Regions from separate parts of the Xenopus laevis genome. Here region 1 is linked to region 2. The links are chromatin contacts, called in public Hi-C maps. All regions are on one chromosome and are shown on one strand. The core of a region is the stretch at or near the end of the contact, and the rest is flanking DNA. Distances in the headings are between cores, read along the strand shown. Region 1 holds the start of btg1.L (B-cell translocation gene 1, anti-proliferative L homeolog). Region 2 has its middle 22 kb from the start of LOC121401168.

Region 1 (4,721 bases), core at 1,987-4,486, 65 kb after region 2:
AAATATCAGATATATACGTAGTTCTACAGAGATGCTGTACCTAAAACACTGTACAGAAGCCTTATGCCCTAGTTGCCCTTTTACTCAGAAAAACAAGGTAAAATGTGTACCACTATGGATACTGTTTGTATTAACAGTGTACAAAAGAAGGGTGTACACAGATTACATGCATACAAACAGACAGACAGTATAGGGTCTCCTGTCTTAGAGCCTACACCTTAAATCTACAGTACTAAAAATGTTTTTAAAATTAAATGTAACAGTAAATACAGTACCATTGAATTTGATGAAATCTAAATACACAGGATTGTGTTGGTGTGTAATACATTATAATCATAAATCAGTGTGCAGTATCTCAATTCTAATTTCTGTGTTGCAGAATCCATATGCTTGGAGTTTTTAGATATCCCTTACCTTAAACAGCTATTTGATTTCACTTTCTCCATGGAAAAACACTATTCTACTGATTCACATACAAAAGGGAATGAAATGGACTGTTTTCACACCTTTGCAATTTTTGCTGAAGTGAGTAATGGTGCTAGTTAGTGTGCTAAACAGTGTCATTTTTAAATTCCAGACAGTGGGTTAATTATTTGCAAATCTCACAATTCAACTGTCCGAAGCTCATGAACAACAACACGTACACCTCAAACATAGAAATTCTCTGATGAACTGTGGGAAATATTTTTAGAACATGATTCACAGCATCACGTGGATGCTTCTGCCAGCCATATCCTTTAACAAACCTCACAGGCTACCAAAGCTGCGGTTGCGCTTCCAGAAACTCTTGTTCCCTTGAGGACTGCGTGTTCTTTAATTCAATCCAATTTCATTTCATTCAGCTTCCCTCCCCCCTAAGATTGAAGTGCAGCAAAGAAAACAGGGGAAGGTACAGTTGACCAGGTAAAATAACACTGGACTACTGGAAAGGATGTCAATCATTTTTAGCAGTTAAAAGCAGATATTATAGCCATGTTTGTCCAGCTGAAAGGAGAGAACGTTTTCTGACTACAACCTGAGAACTGGATTTTCCTGTGGATCAATATTCCAACATAACACGATGAGCTAGAAAGTTGACTAGGGAAAATTGTAAGCTCTATTGCAAAAAAGGAGAGCGGTAAAAGTAGTACAGCAACTGCTATTATTTAACGGGGTCATTCGTCTTGAAATTAACTTTTAGTATGACTTAGAGAGTGATATTCTGAGACAATTTGCAATTGCATTTCTTTTTTATTGTTTGTGGTTTTTGAGTTATTTAGCTTTTTATTCAGCAGCTCTGCAGTTTGAGCAATCTGGTTGCTAGGGCCGAAATTACCCTAGCAACCATGCACTGATTTCTATAAGAGGCTGGAATAGGAATTGGAGAGGGCCTGAATAAAAAGCTCTAATAAACTCCATTGCCTTCCCAAAATCTAAACAGTAGGGGTCAGAATGAATTAAAATCACTTGAGCTGGCCATAGATGTTAAGATTTTTAAAAGATCCAATCGTTATCGTGAGACCACGATTATCTTTAAATGATTGTTTAAATGTACGATGTGTCCATCAACTAAAAAGACCATTTCAGGCAATATTGCCAGCAAAACTGAAGAGTAGCTGCCTGCTCGGCCCTGCAAACATAGATAGATTGCACGGGGACCGATAAAGATTTTTAAACCTGCCCGATCAATTTTCTGACAGATGTCAGCCGAAAAATCGTAAGATGCACGATCGTTCGAATCCCACTAACCACACGGTAATTTGATGGACTGGTCGGACTGCACTGAAATCGGTCGTTCACCAAAGAAGAATCGTCACGTCTATGGGGACCTTTAAGTTAGGGCTCTTTCAAAAGATCTCTTAAAACACACTTATTTATAGAAACCTAGCCGAGTCTGTTTAGCAACCAAATGCTACACATATATGCAGGTCCGGACTGAGAATGAAAATAGGCCCTGGCATTTCACAGAGGCCCAATCAGCCTCCACCAGCCCACTAAATACTGACTTTCTATGGCACCTTATAGCAGCCCCTCCAGCATTTGCAGAACCCACAAATTGCCAGTCCGGGCCTGCAAATATGCTACACCTCTCACCTTGTGTATTTCTGATCATGCCCCCTCCCACACCTTGTGTCTCAATCCCATCCCCTTTCAGATTGTATGCTCTTTTACGCAGGGCCTTCCTCACTTTTTGTACCATTTACCGGTCGCTATGTATGTAAACCTGGTTGGTCGTTGTATAAACACATTTATTTCTGCATCTCAAATGCACATTTTATACTCAAAGGGAAAGTCTGTACTTGATTGCATCAAAACCCGGCAGTCACTTTTTGCACATTTCTTTTGGCTTGATCAATTGGGAATACCCATGGCTGGGCCTGGGCCCCATACACTTACATGGCCACCCTTACTCCACATCTGCCCATGCTACAAATTACTAATAATAGCTGGAAAATTGTACATTAATATAAGAAGCATGGGTTGGATCCTGACTGAGTGAACATCCTGATTGCCAGTACGATGTGAGAAGTGAAATAAAATGATCGGAAGGAGACGGGCATGTAACGCAGCTGAAAGTATACACTACTAGTGTGACGTGTCATCACTACACTGTATAGTAAATAAGGCCTTTGTTGTTACACCGCCACTATCTTGTTATTGTCTGCGCCTGCCTTCCGGTGGGGGATGGGGCCTCATGTGTCACACTAGGAGACAAAGGAATACCCTAGCCGTGCCCTGCTCCCTCCTTGTAACCAATAGGTGCCGAACTCGGATAATATCACAATAGCCCTGTGTCGATGCTGCGTCTAAGCGAGTTAAATACGGCAGTACTTTCGCGCCCTGTTTATCAGCTCAACCATATGCGCGTTACAAAGTCATTTTATTTTAATAATAACAACGCAGGTTTTAGGATCTTCTTGCGCCCCTTCTACCAGGAAAGTAGGGAAGCGCAAACGGTTCAAGCCATAGCAAAAGCGCCTGTGTTTGTATCCGGAAGTGCTGCGTTCACTTGGCCAGACTTTTGTTTACAAAGATGGGGGTGTTCTCACTCTCTCCCATCCGCTCTCATTTGCTTTCCGAAGGGCATACGTCGACTCGCCCTTTCCCTCCCCGCAACAGGGTGACATCATCATCGAGCGATCCCTCTATTGGCCAAGCACCTCCCCCGCCCCTCGTTGACGACACAGCCTTCCCGGCTGTCTTATAAAAGAACGGACTGAGACTCGAGTTGTTCACTTCGGGGGACGCGCTAGTACACGTGGGGGGGCGTGTACGCGTTAGGAAAGCACTTTGTGGGGGGACTTCTGTAGCGTTTCATCCTCTCCGAGGGCTGAAATATTTAGGGGGGGGCAACAAAACGGACAAACACCTCTTTTAACTTGCGCGTCATGTCAACGAAAAGCCTGTAAAACAACGAAGGACGTAAAAGTGAAAAATACAAAAAAAAAAAAAAATCGTAAAACACAAATAAAAACACGTTTATAAAGACCAAGCGGAACTCCTTAGAGGATCCTTGCTCTTCCACCCGTCTTCTAATAGTTATTCGGTCGAGCTCCCATGCATACGCACTATCCTTGGGCCAACATGAAGCCAGAGATCATGGCGGCGGTGAGTTTCATCACGAAGTTCCTCCGAACCAAAGGCCTCATGAACGACCTCGACCTGCAGACGTTCAACCAGTCCCTCCAGGATCTACTGGCCGGTAAGATAATACATTTCTTTTTTGTTTACGGGTTCTGCCTGCGCTTCTATCCTATTTAGTCGTTTCCCTGTGACTTCTGGGAGTTGTAGTTCAACTGGGGGAGGGTATAAATCCCAGGGCAGACGTGAACAGCCACGGAAATGCCCTTTATTCCAGATCATTGAAATCCCCTTCAGAGCTTGATTGTCTTGCTGCCAGCATAGCCTACTAGTCTCATGGCTTATGCCTTCTATAGCTTTATTCTTTCACTGGATTAAAGGGGAACTTCACACCAACACAGCTTTATACCCAATGAAAGAAATTGTGTATTTCAAGCAGCTTTCTAATATAGAGCAAGCCATTTATTTCTGACTGTAAATGCAGTGAGTTTTCATCCCATATCTGATATCTGGGGCCATCCTTCAATCTGTATAACAGGCATTCGTCCTTTTCAGCTGGGTCTTTTACATTGTTTTTTGGAGTCACAACCTGAAGTGCTGAGACTATTAAGACCTAATGCTTTCAGAAGAAATGTACAGATCGCTGTGAAAACATTTATGTATCATGAAAAGTTGCCTAGAGTTCAATTTTCTTATTAAACAGTTTTCAGGTCGAGATAACGCTGATTTTCTTTTCTTTTTTTCTTTAAAGGGCTGGTTCACATTTAAGGTAACCTTTAGTTTGTTATAGAATGGCCAATTCTAAGCAACTTTTCAGTTGGTTTTCATCTTTTTTTTTTTTATAGTTATTTGCCTTTTTCTTCTGACTCTTTCCACCTTTCAAATGGGTGTCACTGACCCCATCTAAAAAAACAACTGTTCTGTAAGGCTACTCATGTATTGTTATTGCTACTTTTTATTACTGATCCTGTTCATATTCCAGTCTTATTCAAATCAATGCATGGTTGCTAGGGGAATATGCACCCCAGCAACCAGATTGCTTAAAATGCAAATTGAAGAGCGGTTGGGTTATAAGCTAAATAACTCAAAAGCAATGATAAAAAAAATGAAAACCAATTGCAAATTATCTCAGAATCACACTGTACATCATACTAAAAGTT
Region 2 (4,437 bases), core at 526-3,025:
AAATTGTTTGTCACAATGTAATATTCTTCATTAGGCTTTTATTGCATTGTGAATCTTAATTGTGCATTGCGAACCTTTATCACCTGCTTGAAGGTGGAGTAAAGTTTTGGAGCAAACGTAACAACAATCACGTGAGGGGCAAAGTGTTCACAAAGGGAAAATTATTCACTATTTCATTTTTGCATTAGCAGCCAATTTTACATTCCCCCAAAAGTGTATGACCTGGTTCTCTCTGCCTTTATAAAAAAAAAACACAGGCGGAGAGAAGCGGAGTGGAGATCAACCTGAAAAATGCAAGCAAAATATACCGAGAGTATGTTATAGACAACAATAAAAAAAATATATATCACTTAATCAATGTACTGTAAGACTTGCCTAGAAAATATATATTGATTTTTTGTAGTTTATACCACTGCAGGGAATTTCCATTGAGCATCAGAGAAAAAAAGTAGGACATTGAAGTGAAAGAAGAAAAAGGAATGAGTTTTGGTTCAAGCTTTTTTTTTATTATGGTTTATAAATCAGTGGGAATTCCCCAGCAGCAGAGGTATTTTTATTTAGACCGATTATCTAATTTTCTCGCTATTCCTGTCAATCATTAATTTATCTTTTTTTTAATATTGTTATTCTGTATAGTTCTTTTGAATATTCAGATACCTCGGGTACTGTTCCTAGCTTTATTCTAAATTAAAAGAAAATTTAGGAGAATTAACAATGAGGATAATCTAAAGGCATTCATCAGGTAATGTGTTCATAAAAAACTACCATGTAGATATCAGCTCCAGATTTAGACTTGAGTCTGAAAATAGGAGCATACAGGCCTTATAATGTAGAGTACTCATTTTATGAGATGGTGTAGGGTCTGCTTGAAATCCAACCAAAGGATTTGTTACCGCAAATATGACACCAAATATATAACAGTTACAATTGCAAAAAACAACAAATATTTACAAGATTTAAAGGCAAAGTAAACCCTCAGAATTTTTCCGTTTGTCGATCTCTTTCACAGTTCCTCCACTGGATCATCATTTAAAGATCAGCGCCACAGGCTATGGAAAAAAAAACAAATAACAGAACCTAGTGCAATATTGTTAATATTTAGTGCAATCACCAAAGTTTTACAACACTAATGTGTGTGTGTGTGTCGCAGGCAATATAAGGAAATTAGCAGGGAAAGGAAGTCCACCTCTGAAGAAGCTGACCTCAGCGAAACGCATCAGGTGTGACATCACTTCCGGTCTCAGCAGTGAGTGGATGTATCTTGATTTTGATTTCATGACACCAAATATGCCTCCTAAAGCTATAAAAGAGTACACTCCCAAAATTCAATTTCCTACTACATTAGTTTTGCCAACTGAACATTTTGAAAATCAATTGTGCTGTGTTAAATACCAGTGCAGGCTGTAAGTGCCACCTCACATCTGGGTGAGTTCACATCTCTTGTCAATCCATTACGTATTCTGAATGTGGATCCACACTTATTGCAGCTTTGCAGCTGTTGGCTGTCTTTCCTATTTCTGTGCCCAAAAGGACATGTTGAAATTTGATTTAAGGCTAGTAGGCATCAAAAGGCTTTCTACGTTCCCTCCTTCTTTTGGCTAGCACTGGTTTAGTAATCTTACTCTAATCCTACCTCTGTGTCCTCACCTCTGTCAGCCCTCTAATGTATAGAATTTCCATCTATAGGCATCCCGCTGACTTCCTGCAATATGCCAGTTCCCCCAGACCTTCACACCCTTCTATTTGCTCCCCTCCCCCTGCAGTATAATAAAAGTTAATTTGCCTCAAAGAAAAGTCTTTTAGAGTCCTCCTGCAACCCCTCCCCCCAAACCACTAAATATTATTTGCTTTGCACACATACTGTATATTTAAACAATAAAGGTCCTTTGCCAGTTTCACTATTTCCCTGAGCCCACCAGCAGCCACGTGATCTGCTGCCCCTATGGTTATGTCTGTCTCCCTCAAAACTGGTGGTTCCTAAACTGTGGAATGCCCCCCTTGGAGACTTCTAGCAATGGCTAGGGAGTCAACTGAAGGCTTATTATGTTGAGAGTTTACAAGAATCCCTGTTTGCTCTACTACATACTCCTATAAACCTAGGCTGTGAAATGTGTTAACATTTTGGGTGAACTCTTCCTTGCAATTAAGATATATTTGTAATTACAGCATGGTGATTGTCATACCTATGTTCCTCTATATTTGTGACCCCATTATAAAGGTGGGGGGACCAAATATTAGACCATAGTGGAGTGGTTTTTAACCATAAAAGACCAAAAACCTCTGCCATAGACTCTGCATTGTCCATGATAATAATCCCCAAAGTAAAGAACACAGCCAAAAAAAAGTATATAGCATAGTTTTATTCCTGTAATGTCGGAGTCATTCCAAACTCCAATTTCAATCTCATATTACTGACATTATGACATGAGAATCAGGGCATTATAAAAATAATTTAAAGGCCCATATCTAAAAACACAAAACAGCCATCGTACATCTATCTTACTATAAAAAAAAAGATGCTGATTATTGTTAGGAAGAATTTAAAACAATGAATGTTGATTGGTCTCACAGCGCAGATTGCTGAGTGTCAAATGGCAAGTAAAAAGCAGATTTTTTATTGGCAGAAATATAAAAAAAACTACCATTCTAGTAAACAGTAGTCTTTTCTCCCTTACGTAAAAGTGGTTCTCTGAATTTAGATTTTGACTTCTGCATTTCATAGGTCACTTCTGTTAAAAACAAAACCAACATCTATGGAATTTAAAGAAAAATGACTTAATAAAGCTGTGCCGTGCATGCGTGGTACGTTAATAGACAATAGTCAGACAGCAACGATTATTGAGCTTGAATAAAGGAACAATAAAGAAACAACAGCATTTTCTCAACCAAAAGTTGGTCCTGGACTTGCGTTGCTGGTCTCTTTGATCCCATTGGTGTCTTTGCAGAAGGATATTCATGGTTCTTGTTTAATTTCTCTGCATTAATGGCACTTCAGTTACAACATGTTTGCTCCCTACAACTGAAAGCATTTACCATTCTCTTTTCTGACCATGTTTACTTTGCTTTAACACTCTAAATTATTCATTTTGTGTGTGTTTTTAGGTCAAACAATAAGCGTTTTTATTTTAATTACCAATATAATCACATTTCTTAACTGAGGGCTTGTTCATGGCTTATTTACAGCCCAGTGGAAAGTAAAGTTCTTGTGCCAGAAAAAACATGCTCAAGCATATCGTGTAAGTGGAAAGTTGGCAGCACCAAACATGCTCTGAAATGACCAGGAATATGCAGTAAGCATCTTAACCCCACACAGGATCATCCAAGGCAACAGAAAAAGATGGTATTGTATACTGATAGACTTGCTGAATGTTATAAAATATCTTTAGAATGTGCTAGAAAGATTTCAATTGCTAAATGTTCTCATTCATAGTACCAAAAGAGGAAATAGAGAAAAACGAAACCAATAAAACCTGTACTGCCTAGTGCCTACACCCCACACAGACAATATACAATTGCTTTGAAATGTCTTCTAAAGATACTTTAACTTAAAAATTGCACAAGCTGCAGCTCTAACAGCTCCCACTATTCTTTCTTTTTATGTGAAAATTGTAGGCAAGCTGCAATATCCACCCTTCTGTCATTAAACTGTTAAAGTAAAACAATGCCCTTTGGCTGTTTGGTGGGTTGTGGCAGATAAGGAGATAAGAGATAAGGGTTACTTAACACTGTTTACTATGGAGGAAGGAGAGAATCATACCAAACTGCAGTGTTGCCCCTCCTATGGGTCCCAAATCATTGAATAAGGTGTCAACCTAAGCTGATCATACGAAACAAAGTGTATGTTACTTTTGGTACATATATGCAGGTTGGACAATCTCAACTGATATTTATGTTACAATAGGCAGGTTTGAAAATTCCATCTGCTGATACAACATGATGACCAGTGCATGTCGCATTGGCTCAAGCAAGTGAAGAGGAGCAGCAGTTTCTCTATACTTCCTGCTGTTCAAATTTTTTGGTCTGAATTAAACAACAGAAAGGTGTCCATACTGTGTACAGCCCGTAGTACTGTATCTGTCCATTCAGCCCACGGCCAATCACTCTGCTACTGTACAGCATTACTGTTTGGGGTGCCAAATCATAAGAAAATAATGATGCCATCCAAAGAGATCAATGGAGCTCTTGAGCAGTCTGGGGGCCATACTAAAAATCATGTGATTTGTTGGATGGCAAAGGAGACAAGAATTCAAAAAGTCCGAAAAAATTGTACTCTACAAGGATCCTATTAAAACTCTATGTCAAAATATGTGAAATCAAGTCCCCTCCATTCAGACATGTCTAAAGAAATGTCTGCCAACTGTCAAAGTCTTGCTGGAACAATCCTGACTCACTAACTCAATTTGGGACAGAGGTTATCCCAAAGTGGATGAGGTTTTA

Evidence for each region. A called contact is a pair of places that touch in the nucleus more often than the background predicts.
Region 1: a contact with region 2 is called in a Hi-C map of the XL177 cell line, with 2.9 times the contacts expected there. A contact is called at or near these places in 2 of 4 Hi-C or Micro-C datasets (the XL177 cell line and animal cap).

What each region holds. Positions count from the first base shown.
Region 1 is chr3L:62,673,437-62,678,157 of Xenopus_laevis_v10.1, forward strand. btg1.L (B-cell translocation gene 1, anti-proliferative L homeolog) reads left to right here and starts at 3,237. Exons shown (of 2, transcript NM_001085911.1): 1 at 3,237-3,682. The coding sequence starts at 3,538.
Region 2 is chr3L:62,609,471-62,613,907 of Xenopus_laevis_v10.1, forward strand. No RefSeq gene overlaps it. Among protein-coding and RNA genes, the nearest start is that of LOC121401168, 22 kb to the right of the region's middle.